Regions from separate parts of the Bicyclus anynana genome. Here region 1 is linked to region 2. The links are chromatin contacts, called in public Hi-C maps. All regions are on one chromosome and are shown on one strand. Each heading gives the region's core, a stretch centred on a gene start, on an enhancer-like site or on the middle of the called end of the contact. The rest is flanking DNA. Distances are from core to core; before and after follow the strand shown.

The links. Hi-C and Micro-C count contacts between places; a contact is called where the count stands out from the background.
Region 1: a contact with region 2 is called in a Hi-C map of whole body, with 6 times the contacts expected there. The contact joins two enhancer-like sites. A contact is called at or near these places in 2 of 2 Hi-C or Micro-C datasets (whole body and whole larva).

What each region holds. Positions count from the first base shown.
Region 1 is chr18:11,207,023-11,213,817 of ilBicAnyn1.1, reverse strand. The region is part of intron 1 of LOC112056919 (probable nuclear hormone receptor HR3); the gene reads right to left. Among protein-coding and RNA genes, the nearest start is that of LOC112056919, 82 kb to the right of the region's middle. Within about 2 kb of position 4,032, at least 5 of the 8 cell types and tissues checked have open chromatin away from gene starts, as enhancers often do.
Region 2 is chr18:11,135,435-11,143,059 of ilBicAnyn1.1, reverse strand. All of the region lies in intron 1 of LOC112056919 (probable nuclear hormone receptor HR3), which reads right to left. Among protein-coding and RNA genes, the nearest start is that of LOC112056919, 10 kb to the right of the region's middle. Within about 2 kb of position 1,454, at least 8 of the 8 cell types and tissues checked have open chromatin away from gene starts, as enhancers often do.

The sequences.
Region 1 (6,795 bases), core at 2,783-5,282, 68 kb before region 2:
CACCCTGTATATAAAACCACTTAAAGACACCAGATTTAATGTGAATGATTAATTGCATTGTCTTAAAACATTAACACCATGACCATTATTTTTTATTATAATTTTGTAACCAATATGGATCTTCTGGGAATCCATCTACATACCAGATAGCCAAAGTTACTTTGTCTGATTGAATCTTTGCAAATCCTGACTAATATTATAACTGTAGTGAGAAAGCTCAGAGTCCTTAGAAGAAACAAAATTAACGACCCAACTCATGGAGTCGCGAAGCTGAAGCGTTACATAGTTTGAAGAGCCGCCGATTGACGTAAAAATCTTTAGGTGCTAGGATAATAGGAAAGCGCTGTGATAGTCAAACCTTAGGTGGACAGACGACAATCGGTTCAAAATCGGTTTAGTAGATCCATATAAGCCTACAAAACTACAAATATTGGATAGAAGCAGGCGTTACTTTGCGGAAGTTCATCATGATTATATAATGACCCCGAAACCGGAGCATCCTCAGGAGATGTTGACTCTAAAGACTCTACAACGTGCAATTGCACGTTGTAGAGTCTTTAGAGTCTTTCGAGAGTGCGGTTTCGGGGTGAAACGTACGTAGAGAGTATTTTGTCGGACCTGGGTGACGTTGTCGCGTGGGTTCGTCGACTTTTCGCGGATGATAGCAAAATAAATAAATCATTATATAAAACTACAAATTTTATAATATTAGTAGTTATGAGTATTAGTGTGAATATTAGATTACACAGCAGAATGTATTAGTGTGTATAAGGGTGCATCCCTAACTAACTCCTTTCAAAATATAAAATGAATTTTCAAAAAAATATCTGTCAAATTTTATTTTACTAATTAATATGCGTGCCTTTTGTTCGCATTTGAAAGTCACGCATATTTAGGCCCTAGTTAGGTATTAGCGCCTTATCGTTCAAAGTCTAATATCTAGGTCATCTCGTCTCGTCTGGTTTTAGATCTAGATAGACAGATAAAGCGGTGATTCAGCGAGATACGCTTAAAAAGGTCAAAATTAAGGTTATCAACCTTTATTTGGGGGAGATTATAATATTACTATCAGTTACCTGCTAATTTGTCCGCGTAACTTACCAGTCTTAAAAATATGAAAGTGTTTGTATCTGTGTGGAGTTTCGTCATAGATTTGTAATTGTTTTGCGGAAAAAAGCAAAATATCCTAAACCAAAGTGGCCTAAGTCTGATAATTTTGGTAATTTTTTTTCATTTTTTTTTTTTTGTTATTCCCTTTCCTGGCCAGTTTATCGTGATGACTGTGTTAGGATTGCGTAAGACAATAGTCTAAACGACGGGAATCAAACCCATGACATTTCGGTGTTGAGTACGACGGAACTATTGAGGCTTATTTTTATGTTCTATTATAATTATGACGGTTTTCATTTGATTGTACAATTTAATAGTTGTGTATATGAACTGAAGTAGCATCAACAATGCATAAACATATGTAATTAAATTATCATCTGCTTGTAGGTGATTGGTTGCTAGGCAACAGTTTTTTGATAAACAAACCAGAGAACTGTATAAATAAAAAAAATAACTATTGTATGTTTGCCCGCTCTACGTATCAAAATGATTAAGGTGATTTTGATAAAACTTTTTTTTATTACGCTATATGCCCACGAAGGTTCCCTGCCCAAGAAAATTAACATATTTATGGTATTTTTTTTTATTTTGTATGTAACGGTGCGAATCTCTACGATGCCTATCTGTCCTGTGGTAGAACGGCAAAGGTGGCACAAGATCGAACAGTTCCTGAGCGCACGCCCCGATACACAGGCAACCTTTATTGTAAACATAAACGTGTTATTTTAAAATAATATCCAATCATGTCAATATTATCTATTGTACTAGTCTGACATGTGATTGCCCCAGACAGGAAATATCATAAAAATATACATCCAGACGATTAAAGATAATTTGCAGATACATACATTTATCGGATAATGTAGGAAAAACATTACAAGTCAGTGACCGATTACCTAGGCTGAAACAATTTTTTTTTTCTAAATGACATAATGCGGTAGAAGACTCGCCGCGCGACATCTGTTAGCAAGTTGCAGCACTAAATAAAATTCATTTTCAAATAATTAACAATTTTACTCTGAAGTGCATAGGAATTTTTTGTGCGAAATAGGTATTCTGTAGAACAAAAATGGCTTGCTGTTTTAATTTATTTCAAACAACTTTTCAATGTGAAATATTGTTAGTCTGCGTCTATTTAAATAGTATTTAATTTTTATTTATTTTGTTCAAGTATTCCTAAATTCTTATTAATGTAAAAAATATGTGTTTAGGAATTTTATTTACTGATTATGTTTTCATTTTGCATTGATACAGCTACTTGCCGCTAGATGGCGCTGATTCCTGTCGTGTGTTAGTTAAAAAAAAACTTCGTAACGTTTATCAGTCAAAGCAATATTGTAAAACGTAATTAATAATAAATGAAATATATATTTCTTATAATGTTATGTAATTTGTTTTTTTTTATTATTGCTTAAATTTTCATATTAAAGAATTAAAGAAGTAATTCTTTTTTCTTACAAAATGCACATTGAAATAAACTTAAAAAAATCCTATTAAATTAGAATACTACTACTTCTAAACAGATTTTAATGCGAATTTTTCACTACTCGCAGACTAACCAAACGTCTAAAAACCGACTAACGAACGGTGCGAAATAGGATTTCAAAATTTATCTTTTATATTACATTTTCTTTTAAATGTAATATAAAAGATCTTTCAACACTATTTGATACTAGCCGACGCACCGCGGCTTTACGAGTAGTTCCCTTTCCCGTGAGAACACGAAGATGTAATATATAGCTTATGACATTCACAAATAACGTGGCTTTATAATGGTAAAAGAATTTTCAAAATCAGTTCTGGAGATATATAAATTTTACCTCTTTTAAAATATTAGTATAGATTATTCTACTAGATTTCTGTTTCTACAGTCTTATAATATTTATAGAACAACATGTAAAGGGAAGCATTAAGCGACGTTTCATTTCAATCCTCCTTTGTAAGCGCCCTACGGGCTCTCAAGGTCGAGGACTCTCGAATATGTATAAAGGACTCTTCATATCTTTGTAAATTCCGTCTTTAAGCTGTGGTTTTTATATTCTGGGGCGCCTATCACACCGTATTATCATAAGTACGGTTTTTTATATATTTTCTTTGATTTATGAAATAGGTATTCTTTTAACATGTTCGTTGCGGTACGAGGTCAATTGACCTTGTACGTCTAGCGTGTTCAAGAATTACGAGGTCGATGGACCTCGTACCACACCAGAGGAAAGTACAGAAAAATCAATGCCGCAGCGAAAGTGTTAAAGGATTAAGATTAAAATATTAATAAAGGCGCGTTGATTTGTCCGAGAGGGTTGTTTTAGAATTATTAATTATTATTTTTATTCAAAACTTATTTTATCATGAGGAAATCGGCAGAGTCTACGACATAGTTTAACTAGTCGCGATGCTGAAGTGGCAATGGGCGGGCCACATAGTGTGAATAGGAAGAGTCGATGTAATCTTCTATCGGATGGATGGATTTTTACGGAGAATTTACACACTTTTTAACAATCAAAATCTGTTATTATATAAACTGAGTGAATAAAAAAAATATTATTTTGAATATTAATACATATACCAATATGAAATAAAAATAATACGAGTCCTTAATTCGAATCACATGCATAATCCCTATTCTGATTTGAGACATAAAACAATCAAGGCGGTCATGGGTTTAAAAATTAGGCTAAAACTGACTAAAATCATTCAAAAATGATGATAAAAAATATACAAGAAACAGGTTAAAAGTGATTTAAGTTCTGTGTGTAAAGGCGGTAATATTTCCAGCTCAACTACTACAAGTTTTTTTTTTAAATATAGATTTATAAGACAGATAATAGCAACAATGTAACAGTGTTGTTACAGTGGTGTGTGAAAGCGCGCCTGTGTAACATGTGGCGGCTCCTTGCGCAATACACGACACACAGCAATGGCGGTGCGTTGTACAGTGACACGTATTTATATCTGCTAAACCAGCCAAGTCATGTATCATTTAGTAGCTAGTAGTGTAGCTAGCGAAGTTTGTGAATACCACAGAACAGACAACGCTAAAAGCTGACGCTTTTAGCAATAGAAGTAGCAAAGGGCGTGGCCCGCGTACACCCGGGTGTGCGGAACATCGCAAGCGTGTCCGCACATGTATTAGCAGTCTTGTTTTGTTCTGTGACTAAAGAAATAAATAATATTCAACTCTAAAGTAAGGGTGACATGTTTCACTAAATATTAACCACCATTTCTCTAAAGTAAGGGTGACATATTTGATTTTTCACTAAATATTAAACAGCCATTTAGGCCACGACCCTGGATTCGCTGGTTTCAATACAAAGAATTGACACTTTATAAATCTAGTTAGCTCTTATATCTGTGGTTAATACAGAATGGAAAGGAGTATACTTAACATAAAATTAAAAGATAAAGTTCGATTAACAAAAATTAGAAAACAAACTAAGATTATAGTTATTAAAAACCAAATTAGAAAAGTAAAATGGAAATGGACTGGACATCTAATAAGAAGCAAGACTAAAAAATGGGCCAAAGAAGTTTGCCATTTTTTTATAATATGACCAATATTCCCATTCCCCTCCAACTAGTTGGCAAAGACAAAATAGACCAACGGGGTGGGGATCGAAGCACCACCCCTCGGTGATGAGTCTGACCGCTCTTACCGTTGAGCTATTGAGGCTTCCTTGGTCCACCTTGTGGGGGGGTCGAATAACCTAACACTGCTTTTCCCTCTACGGTGACATTCCAGCACCTTGAGACCACAACGTCAACGGGCTCTTTGAATTGTGTAACCTGCTTATTGTCACTTCAGCTTCGCGACTACGAGCTATGTCAGGTGTCACGTACAAGCTTTTCATTATTTCTAGAATTTTTCAGTAAAAATTCTCAGCACCGAGGTGGGTTGTTAATAGTTTACTCTTATATTATGGTAACCCTTGATCCTTGTCATTATCAGTAATTTATTCAACGAAACTGAGTAGTACATTTTAATACAAGTGCTACAGTAATAAATGTAGTGGCAGTGGCGAAGGCTGGAATTTTATCATAGGTAACCCAATGAAAAGGAAATTCATACCGCGTAATACGGTTTCAAATATATACCTCATAATCATTACAGTAATGAATATGTACCTATGGATTTGTACGGAAACGGTAACCCGGTGGGAATCGGCTTGTTGGACTCTTCGCCGCTGGTAAGTGGTATAGTTTTATAGGACCAGACCTCTTGTAACTATAACTATCGTTCAAGAGATCATCTCAGGAAACATAGATGTTAATATCTGTTGCCGACTGTACAAAACGTGATTTGTATACGAAATTTAAAATTGTGAAACGTTTGTCAATTTGGTTTTATAAATTGGGTTTTTTATGACTTCATTATGACTTCATCTAAGCCAGTTAAATGACAAGTATCACTATCAAATGTAATGATAATGATCGGAACCAATGGCCTATCGTGCTCTACGAGGCATAGGCCTTTAAAGACAACCAAGTTGTTAACTCTGCGATGAGAAATTGTACTGAAATGAAAAAAAAAACAAAAACGAAAAGCTTAGTATGATAGATTCGAGACTTCATACGTCATAAGAAAGCTCAGAGTTACACATCGGGCGAAGGGCCGATCTATGCCCACCCGGTGGACTGACGACATCAAGCGAGTTGCAGGGATTCGCTGGATGCAGGTTGCTCAGTATCGTTATGTTTGGAAGTCCCTACAAAAGGCCCATGTCCTGCAGTCCATCGGCTGATATGATGAAGATGATGATGACAAATTTACCCAGTTTGGTTAATTTTTATTACTAGTGCATACCCCGATCGACAACCTTATGCACGCCACTGCAGATGGACTGATGACATCAATTGAAACGCAGAGTCATTGGACGCAGGCGGCTAAGGATCGTGGTGATTGGAAGACACATCAAAATGCCCATATCCTGTAGTGGACGTTCATCGCTGATATAATGATGATGATGATGATGGATTCGAACCTAGGACTGAATCTACATAACCACTCGATCACTGGGGCAGTTTAAATATTAAATGTTTATAAAATGAACGAATAAGGTGAACCAATTAAACAATAACATTGCGAATGCACGCAAAAACAATCTAGGTCATAGTCCGCGAAATCGGCCCGACCTCCAAATAACGGTGAACTTGGCCCGCAAGGCCGCTGGGGTCAGATTAGGGCCAATAGAGACCTACTAGCCCAAAATGTAGAACATCTTGTGACCTATATAAACTTTTTGGCTCAGTTGCTACTTATCGATACTAGATGGCGCTGAAAATTAGCACTTAAACTCAGACCAATTATTGTATAGGACCTGCCTCGCTTGACGTTACTTTTCTGTCAAAGTATATGATCAACGATCTAATGCGATTATAAAAACTGTCTTTATAGTATCGATGTGAAATAGTTGTAATAGTGTTCGTCGGTTAAAGAGCTCCGTAAAAATACCTTTCTGTGTAATTGAATGGTGTAAAAAACGGGCAAAAACTTCTAGTTTAGTATAAGATATATACTAAATCTAAGCTCGTTTTCCTCAGAAAATGACAGACAATTTTGTTCGTGACTATGAGTGCGATACAGGTCCTTCTATAATTGGTCTGAGCACTTAAATGAATAAAAATATTATTATTTTGAAAATGACTTTCTGTTCGCTAAATCTCTGGGACATTCGCTAAATATTTATT
Region 2 (7,625 bases), core at 205-2,704:
TTAAAATGTGAGGATTGATAAAGGCGTGTGTTATATGAATGGTCGGAATTATTTGAATTACCTACTTTGTATGAAAACATAAAAGTTTTTATTTTTTAGTAAAAAAAATATTACTTATGCAGTTCGGCTCCTAAAAGTGGATTCCTCAACACCTTGAAATTATGGGAAATACTCCTGACCATTCTGTATATAATTAAGGGACGCCCGCGACTTCGTCCGCGTGGAATCCAGTTTTCACAAATCCCGCGGGAACCATGGATTTTTCCGAGATGAAAGTACGCCTATGTGCAGAGTGAATTCTATTTCCATTTCAAATTTCAGCTAAGTCGCTTCAGTAGTCATTAGGAGGAACAAAAATACACATAAACTTTCGCCTTTACAATATTAGTGTGACTAGGGGACGCTTGCGACTCCGCTCGCGTATATTCAGTTTTTCACAAATACCGTAAACACTAGGATATCTATTAATCCTTGGTATATTCTATTTCTGTTCCAAATTTCAGCCAAATCGGTTTATTAGTTGCGACATGAATAAGTAACAATAACAAACATATACATACACTTACATACACATTAACACATAAACTTTCGCGTTTATAATATAAGTAAGAGTGTGTGTAAGTTTTCACCCCCTTTTAACCTCAATACATTTTAACGATAGTCTATGTAACAATTACCATAAACATAACTTGTTAATGACAGATATTTAATCGATCTAAAATATAAAATCACGAAGACCTGTGAAGTACAGAGATTTTCTTTCTTCCAAGAAGTTTACAGGAAAAATATTCAGCCTAGAGTAGAAGTACACCCCCATTGCCTCAATCAAATTATCGGTATCGATTTTATTAACATCTGATCCTGATCGTTAAAGAGTCATAATTTGGCACAATTTAGTCATCATTTTTGACGGCCTCCGTAGCGCAGTATTATGTGCGGTGGAATTACAAGACGGAGGTCCTGGGTTCGATCTCCGACTGGGCCGATTGAGGTTTTCTTAATTGGTCCAGCTCTGGCTGATGGAAGGCTTCGGCCGTGGCTGGTTACTACCTTACCGGCAAAGACATACCGTGCCGTGTAGAAACCGAAAGGAGTGGGGATTTTCATCCTCCTAACAAGTTAGCCCGCTCCCATCTTAGATTGCATCATCACTTACCATCAGGTTAGATTGTAGTCTGGGGCTAACTTAACTAATCTCGTTAACCAGTATTGCATCCACGTGGTGGGTCTAAGCATCATAATTTATATACCCTCTCCATTATGGAAAAAGGCATATCAATGTAGTGTAATGTTTAATGATGATTAAATATTAAAACTTTTTAAAAAATCAATAACATCCCACCAAAGACATTCATGGAAAAAAAGGGGCCATTACCACAGAATACATATGTATAAGCCATTTGATTACACAACTGGTTTTTCAAGAATCGAATGAGACAGCCAGCACCATCTATTGTCTGATAGCGGTACTACATTGCAGATTTAAAAGTAAAACCGCCGCCAGCACGTTCGCCGACCAACGGGAGATAGCCGAATTGCGTTCATTGAACTCAACAATCCACGTTTAGTCGTTTACTACTGACGGACACGACACGACTGACGACACTGATGAATAGTCGATCGGATTTAATTTACATAGTTACGTTTCTTTACAGTAATGGTTGACAAATTAGACAAATTATTGACATGATCTTAATTGTATTCTAAATATGAGGCAATTATTGTAAAACAGGCCAATAGTTAGGTTAGGTTAGTCCTATAAAATAATTATTTATAAGACTACCTAACTAGGGACCTGTCATTCAGTACGGTGTTCTGCGTCCATCGACTTAATGTGTAGCTGTTATATATTGTCAGCTATGTCATCAGGAAAAATAGACGCAGGTGCTATTTTGTGGAAGCTCATTATATAAAGTCAGTAGTCAATATTCATTTAATTAGGCTTAGTTTACAAGTATTTTTGAAACGTCAGATAAAAATATTTTAAGATAATAATAATCAGTCAAAAACTTAAATTTAAAGTTACGACGGTTCCAAACGCACCTCGGTCCGAGAAGAGCCCACAACAATCTCAGCCAGGTTTTTCCTTTTTTAGTTTACCATTTAACAATACAAGCAAGCTACGAATATTTTGTCGTTTATATAATCATTACCACTATAATACGACTTTTTTATAAGCTTGCATTTAATAAAACATATTGAGGAAAACTAGTGACTTAGTGAATAATTGATTTATTTGGCTAAAGTTCTCGAAAAATCAATAAATCCAACTATAGTTCCCATGCGAAGATCTTTTCACACCAACGTAGTAGTAATATCGCAAGTTCAACATCTCCTTAAGGATGTTCCACCTCAAACGTGCGTAGAGGATTTTTCGCGGATAGTAGCAAAATAAATCAGCTAAGTACTACTTAGGATATATTACAGCAATTGACAAACAAGTAAACACGATTGTAGTACCTACTTCCAGTGAGATATGTCTCAAAAAATCCTTTAAACAGATTTAGATATTGCATTTTATGTCTTAGGTATGTCGGACAGAGTAAAGGCGCCTAATCTGCTCCATTACGCAATAATATTCAAGCTCTGTCACATTACGGTATTGCCCGAATCGACGATGACAGTAACACGTCGCGAATTTAAAAAGAGAACTGTATTTTTTTTCTTTCGCTCGTAAATAGGTCATGATTTGTATGCGAGTTTAGTTTGTAGATTTACCGTTAGCTAGGATCTAGACTTGTGGGCTAGGCTAGGTCAGGCCCATAACCTAGGCTGTTAAGGACGAAAGTATGTTTTGTTTTGGTGACCTCCTTTTTCATTTGATGACCTTCGTGGTGCACATGTGCGTATATGTCGCTTAGCAACTGGGTCAAAGGTTAAATTTTTTTGACTTAATTTAGGTATTGCTAATTTTTGCTCAGGTTTGTTTTACGTAAAGGCTGTTTCTAGTTACGGGCGAAGAAGTGATTTAGCGTTAAGGCAAGATATATTCAAGGTATAGTTTAAATATTTTGCATTTTGACTGCAAAAATTCCAAATTCTCAATGAATTATTTCGTATTAGATGAAATTTTAATTTAAAAATACATTAGCTAATATTAGAGTAAGAATTATTAGCCAATATTTTTAATATGATAGTCAGAACTAATAGTCAAAAATAAATGTTTTAAAAGTGTTCTTTTTTCAAAAAAATCGAGTCTCTGATTTATAAAAAAATTCACTATCAAGAATATCTGTTCTTAAAAAATAATATACAAATAAAAATATCTAACTAGTATTTTTTTTAATTTAAAAGCACGTAGGTATCGTCAAAAGAGTTCGTTCACCTCAACCGGTTTGCACCAGAGACACGAGCTTTATTTTTTAAGCACGCACTTTATTCCGTTAAGTTTGAAGAATATTATGTTTTACAGCTATTTATACTTACAGCCGTTGTAAGTAATTGCGAGAAAGTTGTTTCTCGTTTTGATGAATTAAGAAAAAATACTTAACAGCTTAAGAATTAATAACAGAGATTTTAAATTTCAAAAACTAGTAAGTGATATTATTATAAGATAGAGGACCTAACCATGGTACTTTCTAGTTCTGTGTCTAAACCAACCAATCCCTATCGCGGATTTCTTATGGCACCCTTTTCGACTCTCAAACCATTGTAGAACCAAGGTTCTTTCTTTCAAACCAGGGTAGGACCATAGTTTTTACCTATGGTAGGCATCTTATAAGTACAAAGTAATTGTATAAAATAGAAAATTCATTATCCATTAATGAAATGCACGCTACTAGAAAAATTTAAATCGTAATACACACACGTGTAATTTTAACACTGTGAAACATCGATTCTATAGGCGCAGTTTTTATAAGCACGTTAGATCGTGATCATAATTATACTTTTGTCAGAGGGGTAACGTCTTGTGAGGCAGGTCCTATGGTAATTGGTCTGAGTTTTTCACGTACATCAATACTCGGCGCCATTATGGTGCTTCAGTAGTTTGACAACGAGATATTGTAAGAAAAGGTAAAAAATTCGACGTGTATATATTTTTTGATGTATGGACATTTGTAAGTTTTTACTGAGTAGTCCGATTTTGATATTTTTTTTTATATAAGGCTATGAAAGTAGTATGTAGTTTAAAGGTAGCGCGGCATTGTTAATTAATTTATTAATTCAGTTGCTAACCTGTGCTTCAGATCTGAAAATAACATCAAAAGCTGTTAGGAAAAGAGAAGTTCAGGATCACAAAATGATCTTGAACTTCTCTTTTCAACAAGATGAAAAATCTTGGTGAAGGTCCATGCTATCAACAAACATTTTACGTTATGGGTATAAGACGTTTAGTAAATGATATAGGTTTTTGAATGTATAGTCTGATCAGACAACTTATCTTAAGGCCCCAGAAGTAGAAAAAGAAATAGTTATATCGGTTTGGTTTGTTACATGGCAAGGACTTTTTTTTTTTATTAGAACATTAAACTAAATAAGTAGGTAAATACGATATGTTACTAAAATAAAAACCATAATATGTAAATTGATAAATAAAATTAATAAATATCAACGTGCGGTTAGGGATATTTTTATTTATTTAATTATACACAAACAATAAATTTTTATAATCATAAAGTTCATTAAAAATGCGCTGATTCGCAATGACGTTTTTTAAATTCATAGACAAGGCATTTTTTTTAATTCATCGACAAAGCAATGATTATAAAGTCATGAAGTTTTCGCGCCGATTCGCAATGACTTTGTTTTTATCCATAGACAAGGCAACGGCGTTTCGACATACAGCCGCACCTGTCATATGCCTTTTTTCCAATCCCACGGATCTCGTTCGCGTAACGGCGCGTACAGTTACACAGTATGTGGGTGAGGCTGCACCGTTATCGACGTCATGTCGTATCGTAGGGACGTGTGTCGCATTCCGTATCGACGTTTTCATTTGTTTGTTTTGTTTTTTTTACTCTGTTATGGAATTTCTCAACCGTGTGATGACATAGCGATAATGTTTTAAGTCAAGGTCAATAATTTTTTTGTCAGATAGACGTTTAACTATCTTATTTGATGGTAAATGTAGATGTGGTCTAAGAGGGTACGTTTGCCTGGAATTCTCTATTTCTCTATCTTTTAAAGCCTTTTTTATACGTAAACAGACCTATCTATACTAATATTATAAAGAGATAAAATTTGTGGTCTTGCAGGGGTAATCTCTGGACTTTGAAAATTCTTTTACCACTACAAAGCTATGTTATTTGTAAGTGTCATAGGCTATATTATATCTCCGTATTCTCGAACGGGAACTATACGCGGCTGAAACCTGCCGGGCGTTGGCTAGTGTATTATAATTCAAAATGAGCTAAAGGTGTAGGTAATAAAATAACATATTCAAAATATGCAATTTAGTCAAGTGATGCTAGGATGTGAACAGTGGAGAGAAGAATACAGAAAAAATTTCGTCCAAAGTCGGAGTTGTCCAGTTCCATCTCTTTCGTATCAAGGCAATGAAAGAGATAGCGGTATTTCCGGGTGCTCCGATATTGGTCTTTTTTTCTATATTTCGAGATTATCTCGTTGGTCCCATGTTAGCGCCACAGTTAAGGGAAAAATATAACAATATGGTACTGGTTGTCTCCACTAGGCCACAAGATCCTCTGAGAATACAGAACTGTGTCAATCTACGCCTTATATCGATACAAATTATATATTCCTATCACATATCGATATCGCAACGGGCAGCACTATCAGAGTACCGTACGCTACGTCACGAAGAAAGGGACGTGGCAACGGTACTGAGGGCCGTATCGCAAAACTATCGCTTTTCCTATACCGCTGGACACTGAGGCATGTTTCGAACTTCGAACAGCGTTTGAATTCGAAAATGGAATGTGGCAGGGAATATGACTTTTTTTCTTTTTTTAGAGAATAAAGATCTAACTGCACACAGCCTATTACATATAGAGTTGATGACTCATATCAAATTTAATATAAATAATATTAATTTCTCATTAGGATAAGTTTGCTTAAGTTCCATATTGTATTGTTTCTCAATTAAAAAAAAAAATATCGCATAGTAAATGCAATAAGGATACCTACTATATAATGATATTAATTAATAAAAGTTAAGGATTTCTTATAAAACAAAAATACTTAAATGATTAAATATAAAATTTAAATATAATTAAAAATCATGTATTTTTCAAAATTTTCAAAAGTCAAAAAGCTGTCGTCCATTTTTGTGACGTCACAATGTTACTTGATGTAGTAAACGTCATAAACTAATATTGTCAAACGCTTGTAAGGGATTTGTTATAGTGACGTCATGTAACAGTTGAAATATAGACCATCATGGCCGACATCGACAGGCGTTTTGGCTCGTATTGTCAAATTGACTAAAAGTTTCAAGACTCAAAAAAATTTGAATAAATATTTTTCAGTCTAGTAGAACGATAATGAACTATTAAAGACCATTTAAAAAAGTGTCAACTAGCCTATTATGATAGAACTGTACCGATTTTTTTGTTAAAATAAATGCTTTGTATCCCTTAGACCATTAATTGTATCCTAGCTAATTATTTTAACTAATTATGGATTTTATATGGTGGTTTGCTCTGACTATGTAATATATATAGAATATCGTTGATAGAATAATTGATGGTGTTACAATCCCGTACTTTCCAGATTCCAGCTATCGGCTCCGGTCATTATCAAAAACATTTGATAGCGATCGTTAAGAGTCATTATCAACCTAAGCCCACCAACCTGCATTGAAGCAGCGTGGTGGGCTACGCACCACATCTCCTTTCCTTCCTGATAATGTTGATATAGGCTGTATTTTATCGACGTAGGACTTAATCGAAATCAGATAAATAGCAAAAACCATGCGGATGAATTAGCAAGCTTATCTAAGTCTATGGTCACATAAGTGGGATAAGGGTAAGGAGATGATGATCTAAGTCTATAGTCAATACTAATATTATATTGAGATAAAGTTTTTCTGTTTTTATTGCCATATTTTTAAATATTCAATAATTTGTCGTATTGAAGGGGTAATCTCCGGATACATAACTAATTTTAAAATTTATTTTTTTTATTATTCTACCAGAAAGCCACGTTATTTGTGAGTATCACAGGATATATTTTATTCCCGTATTCTCACGGGAACGGGAACTACGCGTGTGAAACTGTACGGCGTTGGCTATTTACAACTAAAGAATTTCATGAGAATCTAATAGTTAAAGTTAACAACGTAAGATTACAAGAACCGCAAACTGCAAAGGTCAATGAACTTGTCAAACTCTTGAATGACCGCTAAGTGGTTTTCATTCATCATTTTGTAGGCAACAGTGTATCGTGCAAAGCCGTTAGCTGCTTACGATGTATGTTTTGGCTCATTAAGTGTTTACATTTTATGGACAAACTATGTATGGAAGCCGTGGTAGCCCAAAGGATATGACTTCTGGCATTGATTCGGTGTGCATAAGTTCGAATCCGAGGCATGCACCTTCAATTTTTCACTATTATAAAAAATAAATCATCATTATACCCATATTCGGCTCACTGCTGAGCTCGAGTCTCCTCTCAGAATGAGAGGGGTTAGGCCAATAGAAAATTCTCAAGTATGCAGGTTTCTT